Linked DNA regions of Anas platyrhynchos: region 2 is linked to region 1. A link is a contact called in public Hi-C data. All regions are on one chromosome and are shown on one strand. The core of a region is the stretch at or near the end of the contact, and the rest is flanking DNA. Distances in the headings are between cores, read along the strand shown. Region 1 holds the start of CCDC50 (coiled-coil domain containing 50). Region 2 overlaps CCDC50 (coiled-coil domain containing 50).

Region 1 (2,700 bases), core at 87-2,586:
GAGCAGCTTTGGAGCCCACAACAAAGGAGCAGGACGACACTGTCGTGCAGCCGTCCCAGGCACCAGTGAGGAAAGCTGGACGTGGACAGACAGACAGACACCCCCCTCCAGAAGGGGAGCGAGTGAAGAACAAAGTACTGGAACCACACCACCGCAGCAGGACCGTGCTCAGCTGTTAATGAATGACCAAGCCGACCTTTGCCCAACACGGAGAAAGGGGAAGTCTTTCCCGAAGGATCAACAGTGATTTCTGTGTCAGGAACAATAAACGTGTCCCCCCAGGTACGGAAGGCGATGCTTTTCTTTCCTGCTTGGTGTTAACACAGCACCTAATCCACGGCATAGCTCTGAATCAACCCTTAAAACAACAAAAACAAATGGGTATGATGGAGCTAGGAGCAGGAAACATGCCCGAGGCTTTGCACAGAGCAGCTCGGGCCTCACCTACCTTGTCCCCAGAGCTGCTGGGGCCAGCGCGTTGAGCCAAGAGCTATCGGGTACCGACACCTCCTGAAATGCCAGAGGTGGGAATTCACAGGGACGGGCTGAACTTCACCCCATCGCCACGCTTTCGCTGAGCTGCCCCGATAACTCAACCTTATCAGCCCGCTGCTGAGGTTGACCGGGTTAATTTCCTCGAGGAACCACGCCGGGCGGGCTCTAAGGATGAGCCCCTGGCAGCACCGAGAGGACCGGCTGTGATTTCATTAGTGCCCATTAACAATTTCGCTAACGACCCAACGGGACCAAGGCTCAGCCCTGAAAGTTCAGCAGGCGGCTGTGGGGTTTTGTCCACAAGCACCGCGGCACGCGAGGGGTCAGCTCTCTGCACTAACACACACCCCCAGCTCCCGACCAGCCAAAAGAGCCAAATTCGGGCTGATTTGGTTAAAATGAAATTAAGAACGATTAAACGAGCAGCAAGGGAAACACGTTGGGGAGCACGGGCTGCATGGGGACGGGTCACAGAACCAACCCCAGCCCTGACAGAGGGTGGGCGACCGGGGGTGGGCTGCAAGTGCCCCCCGGTGCCCCCCCAGTGTCCCCAGTGCCCCCCCCGGTGTCCCCCCGGTGTCCCCGGAGCTCCCCCCGGCGGCACAAGGGGCTCGCCCCGGCCCTACCTTCCTTGACGCCGGGCAGCTTGGACTGGTCGATGCCGATCTCGGCCATGCTGCCCGCCCCGTGCCTCCCGCTCCCGCTCCCGGTGCCGGTGCCGCTCCGTGCCGTGCCTCCCGGTGCCGCGCCCCGCCGCACCGAGCCGCCAGCGGCCGTACGGGGCGGCGGAGGGGACAGAAAGGGCCGGGCCGGGCCGGGCCGGGCCGGGCGGGGGGACGGGGCGGGACGGGGGGCGGGGGCTCTGCCGCCCCTCTGCCGCCCGCGGCCTCCCCCTGCCTGCTGCTGTCCCTTTTCCTTTTTTTTTTTTTTTCTCCTTCCTTTTTCCCCCGTTTTTCCCCTTCTTTTATCCTTCTTCCCCCTTTTTTTTCCCTTATTTATTTATTTTTTCCTTTCTTATGTCTAATTTATTTCTCTTCTCCTTTATTTCTCCCCTCCTTTATTTCTTTTCTTCTTTATTTCTATTTCCACCCCACCAGCCCAGGCTGCCCCCAGCCCCACCCAGCCTGGTCTCCAGGCATGGGGCTCCCACAGCTCCTCTGGGCAGCCTGGGCCAGGGCCTCACCGCCCTCTGAGGGAAGAATTTCTTCCTTAATGTCTAATCTAAACCTGCCCGCTTTCAGCTTAAAGCCGTTCCCCTTTGTCCTGGCACTCCCCAACAAAGAGTCCCTCCCCAGCTTTCGTGTTGCCCCCTGTAGGTACGGGAAGGGACAAAACAAGCTGAGAGCCTGAGGCGTTCGCATTTACACAGCACCTTTAATACATCACAGCCAACGCTTGGGCCCTGCATTCACAAACACGATCTTTAAGCTTTGGATCCCAGAAATCCTCAATTTTCCTCTGCGCACACAGCTCTTTGCTTTGTCTCCTGTAATGGGTTTGTACCATCTCATCTAAGGCCAAAGCCAGCCACGCAAATTAGTAAAAATTCCTGCCATTCCTGGTTTCCACTAGACAAATTACGTGGCTCCTCGTGCCTTCTCCAGTTCCCTTAATCAAGCAAACACGCTGCTTTTTGGGAGACCCTGCTGGGTGACGGCAGCGGGGCTGTGAGCTCTGCTAGGGCCTGAGGAAACCTCAGGCCGACACTGTGCATGGTGCTGAGGTCTCGGTGCTGGAAACAAGAGGAACATCTCCAGAGCCCAGAAGAGCTGGAGCAGCCTCCTGTGAGGGGCAGCACGAGTAAAACCAGTGCCACCAGCCAGCAGCATCTCTCAGCGCCATTCCCCAGCGCAGGGCCCTGCACGCCACACAAAGCATTGTCTTTGCCTTTGTGACACTGAACTTCTCTCATCTTAGCTTGATATTGGGACACTCGGATGAAAACTCTGAGGCTGGAAGGTGGCATGAATTATTTGAGGACTACAGAAGGTTTCAAAGACCTACAGAAACATGAGAATGACCACAGGGGGCCTGGAGATGAGAGAGAATTAAGCAGGAGCCAGGAAACGTGTTACTGATGTGGAGCTAGCACCGCGGCACAATGATGTTTTATGTTCCCAAAGGGCTCCTAATTGTGGCAGATCTCAGATCACCCTCCCAGCTCTCACTTGTGTCTAAAAACTGCTGCTACCAGGCGAAAGCACA
Region 2 (2,700 bases), core at 52-2,551, 34 kb before region 1:
ACCAGCAGCAGCAGCAGAGCACAGCAGGACAGCCTCTGTGCTGGGCTGCAAGGGAGCAGGGCTGCAGGGGCACCAGGAGCACCGCAGGAGGCTCTGCTGCCATGAGTGAGACTGCCAAGGGAATAACTAACCTGTACTGCCTGGGCAGACTCCAAGCCAGTGTCCAGCTACTCAGCCTTGCAGTTTAAAAATGCACTTGGAAATACATGGGAAAAAAAAAAAAGGTTAGCAAGACAAAAGAATTGGAATGACAGAAGGCAAAGGGAAAAAGGCTACTTGTTACTGCAAGAGCAGAATGATTTTCAAAGAGTGGAGGGAAAACAAGCCATCAAAAGGGGAAAAAATAAAGGAAAAAAGCAGTGCATGGGCAAACGTGTACAGAGAACTTAAACTTGGATACACTGCTGTACCCTGGAGAGCAATAGTTTCAACCTGACTGGAGCCTGCCTGGGGTGCTGGACAGAGCAGTGCAGAGAAGAAGCAGTTAGCAGAGACATTTTGCAGACTGTTTGGCACTCTGTCTCTACCTCAAAGCTGCTTTTAACAGTAGCTTTTGGATTCCATGCTCTATGCCCATACGGCCCTCCTTCAATCCTACGTTTACAGGACACACTCATGTTCTGACATAAGTTACTGTGCTCAAGTGCATCAGCAGCTGAGATAGGAGGTACAGTAGCTCCCCTGTAGCTTCAGTGAAATTCCTTAGCTTGTACCACCTGGAAGCTCAAAGCAGGTGACCACAGAGATCCCCGCAGGCACTGAAATATGCTTGCGTGATTATTCCCAATCCACAACTCCCAGCTTCATCAACTCCCTGGCATGCCTTAAAAGTCATGCACACAAGATCTAATTTCAGTTGAAGTAGTTCTTCCTCTTAACTGTCCTATCCGATACCCTGGAGCTAAATGCGTGGTTACGCGCCCTAACCAAATTGCTGGAAACCCTAGAAAGAAACACAGCAGTTAAGAAGTTTTGTTCTAGAGGCAATTTCTTCCGCACCAGTCCCAGGTTCTAGCTTTGGATGGCACACGCTGTGAGGACATTCTCTCCTTCCTGCAAGCTACTGTGACTGTCAGATTGGCTCAGCTCTCTTATCCAGCAGCAGAAGCAGCACACATTCCCTTTAACAACTCTTTGCTCAGTCATCCTAATATGGAAAGAACTTGGACTTGAGATGTTCTGCTGCGTTGCCATAACCCAGCTCATATGTTGGATTTTTCTCCCTTTTGTATGTGCATCTCTACTCGTCCTATTTGTCAAAACTCCAGCCAAAGTTTAAAAATAAATGAAAGCCTCAAAGGAATAAGAGGGAGCTGTTAAATCAGCTAGCTGATTCACACAGCTCAGTGGCGGCTAGATTGTACTGCACTGCTTAAGTGATCACATATGAGTAAGAAATTGAAACGAACAAGTGTTCCTTATTAATACGATGACACTTAAAAAGGAGATCCTGGGAGTGGAAGGTGGACCCCCCATAGGGTAAGGAATTGAGAAAGTTGCCTGGCAATTCCAGTAATGTTTGCTACAGAAGAGTCAGTACCAAAGCGAAGGCTAGCACAGTTTACTGCTTCCTACGGGAACCTGGAAAGCAAAACAGAAAGCAGAAACAGGCTGTAAGGACAGGTCCTGGTAAAGAAAATACTACCTGCAGTCATCTTACTTGTACTGCCCTCTTGGATCTCTGATGTCAAAGAGGGAACTGTACATTACTTTACTCCAGCAAAGGGAAGGATAGATCCACAAGACACCCATTTCTCACAGGCTGTGAATGGCACCACAGTCACATTTCACAGCCTCACTAAAGAAAACAGAAGGATCACCGGGCTTACAGACTATATAAACTGCCATCAACTTTCCAGCTCTTTTGATGAATGCAGAACACAAAAGCATCCAAAACTTTAAATTTTGGCAAGGAAACTGTCCACATTTAAGTTACAATCAGTGGAGTTGGAAAAAATCTGAGTCTACCTCTGGCTGCACCTTTCTTCCTCAGAGCCTCTAAAGATAACTCAGACAAGTGGCACACAGATTTCAAGAACTGGGGGGAGGACGATCCCTCACTGCTCCGGTGCCAAATTATTTCAGGAAACAAGCCAACAAAGCAGTGCTGAGATGCTACAGGAATAAAACGAGCCTGTTCTCAGAACAAGCTTCTGTACGATCATCCCATCCACATGCCAGACAGGAGATACTCTGAGGCTTTTTTTGTCATGTATTGGATCATTTGATATTAGTGAGTCACCTAAAACTCATCACATCATTGTCTTCATGTTATTTCTCCTTCATTTGCTGCCTGGATTCACAGTCATTCATCATTAAGAGATCACCCAGGACAAGCAGAGAGCACTTTGACAAACTCGAGGCAAACCAGTTCAGCTTTTCCCTCTCTCAGCCAGCAACGTGCTCAGCATGCAGAACTCACTGAGTAGCATCTCCTGCCTGTTGGGGCAATAACATCCATTCCTCCTCTATGACTATTCCTCTTTCAAACACCCTGTCCTTCAGGCTGGCTACGCGAGGAAAACAATCCACAATAACCCACGTGTTAGGCCAGCTGTGGACTTGTTCCTACCTTTAGGAGAGTGCTCAGGTTTGGAAAACTGACGTAAGGGGCTGGACTGGCTTGTGTAATACCGAGCATGTTCAAAGTCATCAAGGAGAGGCTGTGACCTGCCAAACAAAAGGCAGCAGAAGGGAAAA

The links. Hi-C and Micro-C count contacts between places; a contact is called where the count stands out from the background.
Region 2: a Hi-C map of liver shows a contact between it and region 1, with 4 times the contacts expected there. The contact joins the enhancer-like site here to the promoter of CCDC50 in region 1. A contact is called at or near these places in 5 of 8 Hi-C or Micro-C datasets (F1 follicle, liver, skeletal muscle and 1 more).

The regions. Positions count from the first base shown.
Region 1 is chr9:11,742,378-11,745,077 of IASCAAS_PekinDuck_T2T, reverse strand. CCDC50 (coiled-coil domain containing 50) reads right to left here and starts at 1,336. Exons shown (of 12, transcript XM_027463903.3): 1 at 1,122-1,336. The coding sequence starts at 1,170.
Region 2 is chr9:11,776,747-11,779,446 of IASCAAS_PekinDuck_T2T, reverse strand. It overlaps CCDC50 (coiled-coil domain containing 50), which reads right to left. Exons shown (of 12, transcript XM_027463903.3): 11 at 2,573-2,670; 12 at 1-1,581. The coding sequence ends at 1,562. LOC106020057 (a long non-coding RNA gene) reads left to right here. Exons shown (of 2, transcript XR_003499023.3): 2 at 1-276. Among named protein-coding and RNA genes, the nearest start is that of CCDC50, 34 kb to the right of the region's middle. Within about 2 kb of position 1,301, at least 1 of the 8 cell types and tissues checked has an H3K27ac peak or open chromatin away from gene starts, as enhancers often do. A contact at or near this core is called in subcutaneous adipose tissue, where this site is marked.